Linked DNA regions of Gossypium hirsutum: region 2 is linked to region 1. A link is a contact called in public Hi-C data. All regions are on one chromosome and are shown on one strand. The core of a region is the stretch at or near the end of the contact, and the rest is flanking DNA. Distances in the headings are between cores, read along the strand shown.

What was found. A called contact is a pair of places that touch in the nucleus more often than the background predicts.
Region 2: a contact with region 1 is called in a Hi-C map of leaf, with 2.3 times the contacts expected there. The contact joins the promoter of LOC107897549 here to the promoter of LOC107897553 in region 1. A contact is called at or near these places in 4 of 34 Hi-C or Micro-C datasets (callus and leaf).

What each region holds. Positions count from the first base shown.
Region 1 is chrA10:21,833,498-21,840,265 of Gossypium_hirsutum_v2.1, forward strand. It overlaps LOC107897553 (E3 ubiquitin-protein ligase MIEL1), which reads left to right and starts at 3,479. Exons shown (of 12, transcript XM_016823040.2): 1 at 3,479-3,771; 2 at 3,865-3,952; 3 at 4,095-4,151; 4 at 4,247-4,279; 5 at 4,375-4,452; 6 at 4,610-4,653; 7 at 4,749-4,789; 8 at 5,235-5,317; 9 at 5,396-5,487; 10 at 5,570-5,639; 11 at 5,762-5,803; 12 at 5,894-6,198. The coding sequence starts at 3,719. The coding sequence ends at 6,019.
Region 2 is chrA10:22,099,096-22,105,863 of Gossypium_hirsutum_v2.1, forward strand. It overlaps LOC107897549, which reads left to right and starts at 3,977. Exons shown (of 4, transcript XM_016823036.2): 1 at 3,977-4,196; 2 at 4,290-4,427; 3 at 4,644-4,892; 4 at 5,118-5,905. The coding sequence starts at 4,125. The coding sequence ends at 5,375. LOC107895769 (divinyl chlorophyllide a 8-vinyl-reductase, chloroplastic) reads right to left here and starts at 3,748. Exons shown (of 1, transcript XM_041078985.1): 1 at 2,112-3,748. The coding sequence starts at 3,526. The coding sequence ends at 2,291.

The DNA.
Region 1 (6,768 bases), core at 2,229-4,728:
CTTCTAAATTTCTGAAACCAGGACCACCTCAAGCCCGAGGCTGACAAATGGAGTCCCATCCAACTAAAGACATTTTAGGATGACCTTCAGTGCGACCCCAAATAAAATATCTAACCAACTTTTCAATCTACAAGCAGACACCTCTCGGAATCATCAGAGACTTCATAAAAAATTTGGCATAAAAAGAAGAACTGATTGTGCTAAGGTGATTTTCCCTGCCATGGATAGCGTCCTAGCATCCCAACTCTGTAGTTTTTGCCTTATCTTATCCACCATAAAGCTTAGAGTATTTTTGATAAACCTTTCATGAAGGAGAGGCACACCTAAATACTTACCTAAATTCTAAACTTCTTGAAAACCAAACATTTGAATAATTTGATTGTGAACATCACTTGATGTAATCTTGGAAAAGAAGATACTACTCTTCCTAATGCTAATTCGATGCCTCGAAGTCTCACAAAACTGCTTAAGGATGGAATCGAACAGCCGAGCTTGATCAAGATAAGCTTTACAAAAGATAACAAGGTCATCCGCAAAAAATAAATGAGAGATATTAGGGCTATTGCGTGATAACCGAATTAATTCCCAATTACCTAACTCCATTTTCATGCGAATAATGTGCCCCAACCATTCTATGCAGAGAACAAATAGGTATGGCAACAGAGCGCATCCTTGACGGATTCCTCTAACTGATTTAAACTTACGAGTAGGCACACTATTCCAAAGGATCTGCATAGAAGAGGACGAAATAGCTGACATGATCACTTTACGCAAAAAAAAAATAGGGATTCTGGCTGCATTCAAAGAAGTATCTCCCAGCTAACTCTGTCATATGCTTTTTCCAAGTCTAACTTAACGGCCATCCAGTTTTTCCCTTTCCGCTTACACCGCATGGAGTGAATAACCTCCTGAGCAAGAATAATGTTGTCTGAAATATTCCGGCCAGCTATAAAACCAGTTTTCCTGGGAGATTAGCTTGGGAAAAATCACCTTAAACCTATTAGCGATCACTTTCATCACCAACTTGTAAAGCACAGAGCACAAGCTAATGGGCCGAAATTGGCTGAAATCTTCAGGATTCTCTTTTTTGGGAATTAAGACAATCAGCGTGTTATTCAGTTCCTGATCAATTTGTCTTCCAGAGAAGACCTCTTTGACCCATTGACACACATCTCTACCAAGAGTATCCCACTAACTTTGAAAAAAGAGGGCATTATATCCATCACTACCAGGCGCTTTTAGAGGCGCCATATCAAAAAGTGCCCTTTTGATTTCCTCATCTGTGACTTCAGCTTCCAAAAAAGAGATTTCTGAAAGAGTAAGGTTAGGAAAACCAAAACAAGGCATACCTCTTAAAATAGGGGGAGTCTCGCCATACAGCCTTTCAAAGAATTCTACCGCTTTAGATTGTAAGATATCTTGATCAGAACACCAATCTCCACCATCTATATGTAAGGTAGAAATGCGATTGAATTTCCTTCTCTTAATCGTGCGACTATGATAGAATTTTGTGTTTTTATCTCCTAACTGCAACTAGTCACAATGAGCCTTTTGTCTCCAAAGTAAGTCTTCATGGTCAAGGATGTTTTCCAATTCATCACGAACTTCCAATTCTTTCTGAGCTGACTAGATGAAAAATGGTTAATGGCCTTTTGAATATTACTAAGTGATCTCAAAAGGAGATGTTTTCAAACACCCAAAAAACCATACACATCCCTATTCTAAAGTTTAACAGAAAAAGTAAAATTATTAAGAGAATCAACCATATTACCAACAAAATTCCACTTATCTTTAACAAATGTGGGGAAAGATTTATGCTGCATCCATCCTGCTAAAAATCTGAAAGGTCTTCCTTTAGGAACGCCATGATTCGGACTAGTGGATAGCAAAAGAGGCTGATGTTTAGATTTAGTACGAGTGAACCAAGCACTGCAGAAAAGTTAGCATCCAATCATCATTTGCTAAAGCCCGATCCAATCTTACAAAAGTACCACCGCATTGTCATGTGAAGGAGGGTCCACGAAACCCTAAATCCTGCAAAGCACAAGAGTCAACGAAATTACAAAAAAATTCATAGCGTTTACCTATATTAAAAGGGCTTTTCTTATCTGCAGGAGATAAAATAGCGTTAAAATCCCCCATGATGAGCCAAGGAATAGGCTAGACTAGAGATACAAATTTTAAACTATCCCAAAGGAGCTTGCGTTTCAACCTGTCAGGGCTACCATAAACAAAAGTGATTAAAAGAGACTTATTTAAAATAAAATTGTCAACGCTACGGGAAATAAATTGAGGATGGTTACTACATAATGCGAATTCTAAAAGAATCCTTCCATACAGCTTCAACCCGATGAGAAGAATTGAAGCCCAATTGTTCAATAATAAAATTGGTTTTTTTACCGCTTACTCTAGGTTCAACCAGACATACAATATTTGGACTATGCTCCAAATTATATTCGCGGAAGGCCTGAAAAAAATTTCTACTAGCACACCCTTGACAATTTCAAGAGAAAATTTTTAGATTAGGTACCATCAACATAAAAAACTATATAAATAAGAGAAAGAATATAAACATACTCTAGATTAGATGTTATTTTTAAACATACAATTGTATTCTAAATCATTAGTTTCCAAGAATATAATAAGAATTGCAATAATAATTATTATTGTGTTTTGTGACCATCAACGTGAACTCTACTGCTCATAAATAATTTGTTAAAATAAATAAAATTTGAATTAAACTAATTTTACTTTAATGCTTAAGTTAGGGTTTATTATGCCTAAATTTAAATATATTTAAAAGTTCATTAGTCGAGCTGACGTAATTTTTAATTTAATCCAAAGCTCAAAAGTTTTTTATGTCACTTAAAAAGGAAATTATATTTATCAATTTTTTTTTCATTAATTTATCACTAAAAGATTCCTTTTTTTAACTTATTAAACTAAAATATGAGATTAATGATAGTAATAATATTATATAAATAAGAAAAGTTAAATTGCAAATTAAATTGAAAATGTAATCAATGTATTTTAATTTAGTAGAGTTTAAATTTTTTTATCCTTAATTTCTATTTTACTATTCATATCTCTCAACAATATCATCTCTAACATTTTGAATCTAAATTTTTTTCTGAAAAATACTCAACCTGTTATTCATGTTTTTCTTTGGATAATGCAATAAGGAAAACCATAATTCAGGTTTTAAGTTTAATCAATTGATATGAAGGAAGAACAATTTTTGGATTCAGCTTCAAGTTGAATGGAAACAAAAAGCGACTTGCACATGATTGTTAAAATGCCCCCAAAAAGAAAAATTACGGACTGAAACACGATTCGCTGACACTGCGGCAACTGGTCCCTCTCTCTTAGTCATCACTGGCAGGCACTCCCCCCACCTTATCCTTTGTCTCTCTCTCCCAACAGAATCTCATTATTTCTATTATTCAATAATTACTATTGCCTTTTTCTTTTTTTGGGTATTCAATTACTATTGCCTTTTAATGTAAGATAGCTATTGTTATATTTTTATATTTTTATATAAACGAGTGGCCCTTTGAAGGCGGGGTTGGGGTTCTTTTCTCTTCATTTAAGAATCCACGACAATCCAAGAAAATTTAAATCCCATCTTCCCAATTCAGGAAACCCCCTCTTCTTTCTTGGTTTCCTCTGGATAATCCAAGAAGAAAAGAACAAAATTTGTCTTCCAATTCTCCTGGAGATGGAGGCCTCTTCAGCCAATGAACGCCTTCATTTTGGGAAGATGGGATATGGGTATCTCTTCTTTCTTCTTATCCCTTTTTTGTTTTTTTGGGGGTCTTTTCCATCAATGATTCATTGGGTTTGTTTGTTTTTTTCCTTTTATAGATGCCAACATTATAGGAGGAGATGTAAGATTCGAGCTCCATGTTGCAACGAGGTTTTCTGGTGTCGCCATTGCCACAATGAGGCTTCGGTATTCGTTTTCAGCATTTTTTCTGCATTCCCCCCCCTTTTTTTTCTATGTTTTAAGCTGAAAGCTCCCACGTTTCTGACTGTTTATGCAATTTCTTGTTCTGGGTATTCATTGTATTTGGATTCACTTATTGGTTCTTCAGAGCTTGTTAAAGAACCCCATGGACAGGCACGAGATTGTTCGCCAAGGCGTTAAACAAGTACGAAATTGAAAATCGCTGTGTTTTTCTTTTCTTTCAATTTATTGTCTTTCTCTTTTCAAGTTAATCATTTGTGCCAATTTGTTTCTGTGTAGGTTATTTGTTCGGTTTGTGACACAGAGCAGCCGGTTTGTGTTTCAGATTTGTATCTTTTAAGACACAAAAGGACCCTTTTCTTTGGTTTATGTTTTCACTTTGGGTGTTGGTTTTTTATGTTGTGTAGGTCGCTCAACTTTGTTCAAATTGTGGCGTCAACATGGGAGAATATTTCTGTGCAATTTGCATGTTCTTTGATGATGATGTAAGTACTTAAGTTTTTTCAAGATATAACTAATGAAATAGTTGATAAACATTAGCTTAAGATATAAGGAATGGATGGGCGTTTGATCCTTGTGTGTTTTACTATATAATGTTTATTTTTTCCATTAATGTTTACCGTTCGGTTACATCTAACGCAGACCGAGAAGGAGCACTTTCATTGCCATGATTGTGGGATCTGCAGGTTAGTTACCAAGTTTTAAGTATATATGGCTGTTATTTTCGTCTTGATTGCTTGAATTCAAGCTATGAGACTTAATCGAATGATTTTTGATACAGAGTCGGAGGTCGTGATAACTTTTTTCATTGCAAAAAGTGCGGTATGTACTTAACACCTTTATATCCCATTTCTTACCTTATCATGCTTGGTTCAAAGTTCTTAGATTCAATCCCATTTTTTACTTTGAAATGGTATTTGTGGCTGATTTTTTATTTCATATTCAGTCGTATTCAATAATTTGCATTTTTCATTGGGTTGTTTCGAACTATTCTGGATTTTGCTGTCATGCACTTTCATAATCGTTCTTGTTTTTGTTCGTCGTTGTTCTCAGTACACTATACTTATGAGTTCATTTTCATGTTTATATTCTTCTACTTTAATTTAGAACTATACTATTTTGATGTGAACTCACCGAAAACATCAGTCAATCGTGTTTTGAGGAGTTTAAACATTGAATTCCATCCCCTGCTTACAGTATCTCTTTTATTCAATGGTACATCTATTTGTTTTGCACAATAACCACACGTACTTATGCCACTGGGCAGGGTCTTGCTATGCCATTGCGTTGCGAGATAATCATTTGTGCGTGGAGAACTCGATGCGGCATCATTGCCCCATATGTTATGAGGTTCATCTTTTCTACTTCCTGCAATTATATTTAGTAAATATTTGTATCCGCTAATAGTGGATCGTATTGCATCTCCAGTACCTATTCGATTCGTTGAAAGATACCACTGTGATGAAATGCGGTCACACGATGCACTGCGAATGTTACTATGAGATGATAAAGCGAAACAAGTGAGTGTCAACGAGTTCTTCCTTGTATAATCTTAACTGTTCTAGTTGTTCTTCCGAATTTAAAACAGTGTTGTTTGCTCAGATATTGTTGTCCTATATGCTCGAAGTCAGTAATCGATATGTCTAGAACCTGGAAGAGGATAGACGAAGAGGTACATATTCTTCGACTTTAAGCTCATCAAACTCGTAATTAACAGCCTTGTCTTTGATTTAGTTGCTTCATTCTGTTTTTGTCCACACTGATTCACAACATAATTATCTTGTTTGTTGTCAGATAGAAGCAACTGTAATGCCAGAGGACTACCGGCACAAGAAGGTGTGTGCATACTATGATTCTTGTTCATATCGAACAACCTGTTGCTTTATATCCGAATCACGTATATCTTGATTTAACAAACGAATGCAGGTTTGGATCCTATGCAATGACTGCAATGACACTACAGAAGTTTACTTCCACATAATAGGGCAGAAATGCAGTCACTGTAAATCATATAACACACGCACAATTGCCCCTCCCATACTTCCTCACTGAAAAGATCACGAGTGAGAAACAAAGAAGTGAGCTCGAGGCATCTAAGGTTTGGGCCTCTAATCATAAACCGGAAGACAAATTCTTGATTACATGTTACAATCATTTAAACTTGTGTTCATCATTGGATTGATTACTGTATCACAATAGTATATGATTCATATGGAACTGCCATTTTTATATCTTATGAATTTCTTTCTCCCATTTCGGAGTTTTAGAAAAAGAATGCAATGGTCGATTGTTTCATTGATAATTGGCTGAACCCTCTTTTTCTGCTCATTTTTTTTTATGTCATCCTTCCATTATTTCTTTTAGAACATTTATTATCCAGTGGAAGTTATATTTGAACTCAAAGCTCAATTTAGTTCATTCATGCAGTCGACTGCAAAATATGGCATTTAGCATTTTTTAATTTGAATTTTAGTACTTAATCTTTTATTTTCCATGAAAATGAAAGAACCAAGAAATTAAACCCCAAAAAGAACCCTTTTCTTTTCAAGTTTATTCATTTTCAATAAATTAATTTTAAATAATTAAACATTGAAAATAAGAAGTGGAATGGTATTTATTTCATTTAGTGTTAAATTTAGAGAAAGTTGTCGTTTTCTGTATATTTAGTGTTTCTGGTGTTGTCTTTTTTTGGCTTCATAATTTCTAATTCGTTCTAAGTTTTGTATTATTACATCATTTGATGTATTTTTTTTAATATAATATGAATCGTTACCCATTACTTCAAACATGTAAGTGTTTTT
Region 2 (6,768 bases), core at 2,727-5,226, 270 kb after region 1:
TGACACATCATCGGGCTACCCGTTGAACCACTTGGAATACTAAAGATACTTGGAATTACCATACACAATAAGATGCCAATGCCATGTCCCAGACATGGTCTTACATGGGATCTCACTTATATGCCATATCCCAAATATGGTCTTATACGAATTCTCATTTCGAAGCCATGTCCCAAACGTAGTCTTACACGAAATCTCGTATCAACGCCATATCCCAGATATGGTCTTACATGATAACTCATACTGATGCCGATGTCATATCCTAGATATGGTCTTATACAGGATCTCATCAACCCAAATGTCATACTACTTGTACCCTAAATATTCCTAAGGTTCAACCGGCTTTTATCACCTCGAATATTTATCGAACAACACCAATAATATTCACAAAAAACAATTATAAAATTCATATAACATTAAATGCTAAATTCATAATAAAAAGTTGTATCAATCACTCACAAACTTACCTCGGTACAAAATATGGACAACTAGTTCGATTTAGTCCAAGATCTTGCTCTTTCCTCGATCTAGGCCCGAACTCCATTTTTCTTGATCTATAATAGTAAATTCCACTTATTTAATTATCACATTATTAAAAATAGCCCATAAATCATATTTTGGAAAAATTACAATTTTGTCCCTAAACTTTCACATAATTATAATTTAGCCTCTAGGATCGTAAAATGATTTTTATCAAATTTCCTCACTACCGAAGCCTAGTCGAACCTTTATTAAACTTATAACAGCTCACAATTTCAGTCATTCTACACATTTACCACCTATTTTACAACTTTTACAAAAAGGTCCTCTTTAGGTGTTTTCATGAAAATCACTTAAAAAAAGTTGTTTATTTAACAACCAAGATTCATTTTATTCCATAAAAATTTAGTAAACAACATTAATGCTCTCATGGCAAAACCTTAAACTTTCAACCATAATGTAAAATAGTCCCTTCATTAGTTAGATTAAGCTATAAGGGTTCCAAAAAACACAAAAATCAACAAAAATAATCATCAAAATGACTTACATGTAGGGGTTTATTGCGCTGAAAATTTTCAAGGTCCCATGGGGGTTTTTCACTTCAATTTTCAGTGGAAAAGATGGAGAAGAAAGATGACTCTAGTTTTATTTTTTTTATTCATTTAGCTAATGTCATCAAATACCAAATCTACTCAATTTTTGACTTTTTGATTTTTCATTTATTACTCTTCATGTACAGCCATACACATATATAATGGCCTAATTACTCATTAAGGACCTCAACTTTTAAGTTCATAGCTATTTAACACCTTTAGCTAATAGAATGCAACTTTCGCATTTTACGCGATTTAGTTTTTTTCCTCAAATTGAGCTATTAAACAAAAAAAATTAGCTCATGAAATGTTTACACATACATATTCACATGCTATAAACACTAAAATTAATATTAAAATAATTTTACAATTTTGGATTTGTGGTTCCGAAATTACTGTTCCGACTAGGCCGAAAATCGGGATGTTACAATGATATTTATTGAATTTTGTTTGTTCAAAAATATTAATAGGAGATAAATTGGGATTTTAAAATTCTTCTTCTAAAATAAGAAAAATAGTAGAAAAGATTGATATAATCAATTTCTAGTGCTTGAGCCTCGAACGTCTTCTTCCACTACTTTAGGTGTACCCGTTAAAGATTTTATTAATTCACTATATGAATAACTAGCTTTCAATAACAATGTATATTCTTTAAATCCTCTATATTTTACTTAAGGTAAGATAAGAAACTTTTTTTATCTTTTTATAATGGCTAAGATAGAGCCACCGTAATTTTATGGCTCAACTAGAAAACATTTCCCTTGTACAAAGGTAAGGGTGTTTGGTTTAAACAAAAGAACTATCTTTAAAGTAGGTGTTTACAATGTGTAAGAATGATGCTCTCTAAAATATTTATAAGAGAAAGATAAAAAAACATGCACTAAAGTGATTTCTTTTGATTGTGTGTCTCTTGCTTCTTGGAGTGTTCTTCCTTCTTGATTTCCTTTGAATATCATCTTCCATTTAGAAAATACACAAAATTTTCATGTTTTTATGATGGTACAGATAGAAGTAAAAGATCATTCATGTTGCACACAATTAAGACAATAGAAACAATTCTTTATATTCCATAACAATGGCAGTTTCCAAGGTAAAATCTTTACAAATACAATGTGGGATTCACTAGTTTTAGATGTTTTTTAAGGTTAGGGAAAGCTGCTTATACCTCAAGTCATGTTCTAATACAAAACTGGTTCATTCAATGAAGCAATCAGCTTTCAAAAGATGGATTGTTCACCTAATTCCTGACCAGCCATCCCTTCCCTCAGCACTCTCGCGAAGAACTCTTCCAACGTATTGGTTCCATAGCTTGGTGTTTTCTCGGCACTGTATTCTCCGGTTTCGGGATCCAAAATCAACATACTTTCGGCAGCGTAATATCTCCCGATTTTACCGAACTCGGCGGCATCTTCCATTGAAGGGAAGATCTTAACAAGGAAGTCGAGAATCCCAATGGCAAAGTCCATGATCCCAATAGGCACTTTCAAGAACTTTGGTTCCTTCCCTACAAGCTTAAACAACATCTCCCCTTGCTCCAGTGGTGTCAATGCCTTCCCCGGACCGCCTATCGGCAAAATCTGATTAATCTTATCCTCTTTCAAAACACAATCTGAAATGAAGGAAGCCAAATCTTGTTCACTAATTGGCTTACAAGCACATAATTTGCCATCACCAAACATCACATAAGGCTTTCCATCTTTCACTAAGTCAACTTGACCCCCTAAACTCTTAAAGAATGCAGTTGGCCTAACAATACTGTAAGTAAACCCGTCATCTCCTTCGGCTTCTTTCATCAATTCGGCCTCAAATTTCAGCTTAGCTCGCTGGAATTCGAGGAGGGGTTTTTGGACACAAATGGCAGATAGCAACACAAAATGTGAAGCCCCAAATTTCTTACCAGCGACAAGGCTGTTCTTTGTAGCTTCGTAATCAATTTTCCATGAATCCTTAACACCACCAGTACGGCTAGCAAGACAAGAGACAACAACATCAATGGGAAACCCTAAATTTTTCACAGAATTCTCCAAAATGTCGAAATTGGTGACATCAGAGAAACATACATTAGCTCCATTTAAATCACTCAAAGTATCTTCCTTGCTGTTTTTGCCTCTAATCCCACTTCTTTCCCTAGCAATGGCTATAACATTAAACCCTCTATTGACCAACTCTTTCACCACAAATTTCCCCATATAACCGGTAGAACCCACCACCAAAACATTGATGTCTTTTGGGTTCTTGTTTCTAAATGAAGCTGATACAGCTGTTTCAACAGGCTTTGTTGCTAAAGCTTTAACAAGTTTAAACCTTTCTACATTAAAGGGTATTGATTTTGAAGTAAAACTAGCTGGTTTTACCTGGATTTGATTGATGAACTGAGAACTGAAACGTGTTTTGTGAGTTCGGGACTTTGGTGAGTGAACAGTGAAGGCATTGAAAGATAAACAAAGTGACATTTTCTTTTACCTAAGAAGAGAAATCTGGGGAAACTGGTCTTTGTCACTCAAAATTAAAGACAGAAAGGGAAAGAAAATGTGGGAACATTTGAGGTGAATGATGAACAAGATTGGAGGTTTCCATGGCCAGTAAAGTTCCTCCAGCTAAAAGAAAAATCTAATGAAGATTGGTGGTGGATAACATTGATGATAGCCCCAGCTGATAAAAGAATTATATAGAATTGCTCGTTTTCTCCATAGATAGTGATAAATATTAATTTCATCCCCCTAACTTTTCAAACTTTCTTTCTTAGTCCCTGGGCCCAATGGGCTGTCTGTGGCCAAGAAATGAAAAGGCCTTTTTATATATGTATATGTAGTGTTATAAATATTAGGCCCAAAAAGACCATTTGAGCCCAGGGACAAATCTTGTAGTTGAAAGCTGAAACGACGCTGTTTCATTCATATTGTTATTATAGGAGTCAATAATAGGTATAACTATCTGATTCTTAACTTCAATATTCACTTGAAGAAGAAAACAAATTCCCATACCAAAAATAAAATTATTTTATCAATCATTAATTTTTATTTTTCAGTTTTAGCCGATAACAAAAAAACCATGAATGAATCTGATTATACATACAGTTCAATCCCAAACGATGTAGCTCTCAAAATTGCTTCTTCCCTTGAGGTAATTTGCTTCCTCTTCATTTCCATCCTTTCTTTTCTTCTTTCTGGGTATCGGTGGAATCTAAACATGGTTTCCGGGTCGTCTGGTTTTTAGGTGACTGATCTTTCCTGCTTGAGTTGTTGTTCTCGGGTGTGGAGGGATTTATGGGGCTCCGATTGTTTATGGGAACCCTTATTTAAACAAAGATGGCCTCTTTTATATGAAGATGTCTTGAAAGTCCCCGACTTCAAGGTGTTTTTTTTTTAAGTTTTATTTATGGTAATTTAGCTTTGGAATTGTTGGTTTTGGCTTAATTGCAATGGGTGTTTCGAGTTCTTTTGCGGTTTATCATTCAAGTTGAAACTGTTAGTGTTGAAGTAAATAAATGTAATTAAATATGTTAGGCAAATTCAATTGTTTGTATTGATATGAAAATTGTTGAGAAAAAAAAATTAAAAATGATGCTAGGGTTGGAGGGGATTTTACATAAAGCAGCACAAGGAGATGAAGGATCAAGCTGATTCGGTTATTAAATTTGTAGAAAATTGTTTGCAATCCGAATCAATCCAGGTCAACGACTATCTGAAAGCGATTGAATGCCAGAAATTGATGGGGTTCGGGTTTAAAGATGTTCAAATGTTGCTGCTCAAACCAAAGCTGAATGTTTTGCTTAACCTGGTTGGACTTCATTACTGCCTTAACATCCTTAAAGTGCCGGTAACTTTTCATGCTTTATGTATTTTTCATGCATTTTTTTCTTGTATGCTTGTTTTGTTTACATCGTGGAATTAGTGTTCTTAGATGGTCACAAGCGCAGCTGAAAGCTAAACCAGCGTGGCTGCTTTTAGATAATGGTTTCTCTATAGATTTTGAATCTGTATTTCTAGATATGTTAATGCTACACATGTTAGAACTAAAAAAATTATGAATGATACCAAGCAGGCTTCGGATGTCATGGAAGCGCTCAAGAGTAGCAACATTAAAAACCGCCAAATTTGTATCAAATGGTGGAAGCTCGGCAGATGGTTCTATGGATTCCGTATGCGGGATGAATTCCATTTTCGATGTCTCTCTCTAGAAGATCTTGCATCGTCAAAAGACGATTTAGACGGGCTGGGGGTGCTTCAACGAGGAGCCATTCATGAGGTTTTACAAGTTCAGATATCCATTGTTAGTTCCAGAAGCAATCCCTGGGCCTAATCAAAGCTCGCAAGCACCAGTTTAAACAATGGGGAGAATAAGGTAAAAGAATCATAGAGGTCTTTGTATTAAGAGTCAGATTATAGTTTGTCCCTTTCAGATTATAGTTTGTCCCTTTTACTCAAAAAATGGATAAATTAATCACTGTATGTTAGATTAAAAAGTAAATTGATGATTCTGTTAAAAATTCAATCGATTTTATCGTTAAAAATTGGTCTTTGTACGACTGTATAAGGAACAAGTGGCATGTCACCCTTTGATTATTTTTTAGTGATACCAATTTTTAACAGTAGAAATGAATGAAAATTTTAATAAAAATGACCAATTTGCTATTTGATATAGTGTACAAGGACTAATTTATTTATTTTTTGTGTAGAGGGATCAAAATGTAATCTGACACTTGGTATAGGAACTTCATGGTATTTTTACAGGGAAAACTATGAATAAATGATCTGCAGATGTACAATGTTTATGTAAGTTAATATTTATATAGATCTATTGCAGACTAATATATAACTTTCTTTTATCAATTTTATTTGCAATTATTTGATCTTTTACTAGCCTTCACACTCTTGGAATTCAATATTATAAGCTTAGGTTACTCGGACTCGTGTTTGATTGATAGAGACAAGAACATGAAACAACAATTTATCAGATTTCAAACAACAATTCAGATTGTTAAAAAACAACACCTAAAATCTGAAGAAAATACAAAAAAAATCAACCCAACAGCATGTTTTTATGAAATACAATAGGCAAAAAGAGCTTCAAGTTCATACAAATGCTGCCTCGAAGACCTTACCTGCAATGGGGCACAGTCAAAAGAGACAATGGAGCTCGAACCGAAGCTTTTCAATGGTAACGGTAGACAGTATAACCGGTAGGTCGCGGTTGCTGCAGGCAGACTGCCATGAGAGCTACGGCTATGACTAAAACAATGAGAAGACCAGTGAAATCTAAGCCACCACCATCATCAGATTCCATGCAACAAAATTTCCCCATTGGAAGTGAACTTCGCTGGTTAAAGCTCAAATCTTGTTTGTTTGTGAGTTTAACATTATGATTGAGATGAAACATATAAAAGATATAGAAGAATCTTGGGATCTGCAAAGTCAACTTTACATGGAATAGTTTATTATTGAAGTCGGTTTCTTGGAACGTAGCCCCAACTCATCTTTAATATTTTAAATTTGTCTCCTTAATTTATTCGTTGCTCTTTGGGGGTCTAAATACTATTTTGCTTCACAAGATTGTCATTAATGGTTTACAAAATCTAAAAACACACTAATTTGTTGTTCTACTCTTTCATAGGACTTGAAAAATATAATTCCAACACCAACATAACTCAAGTATGTCCTGGCGATGTGGATTACGCGAGTGGTTAAAATGGAAG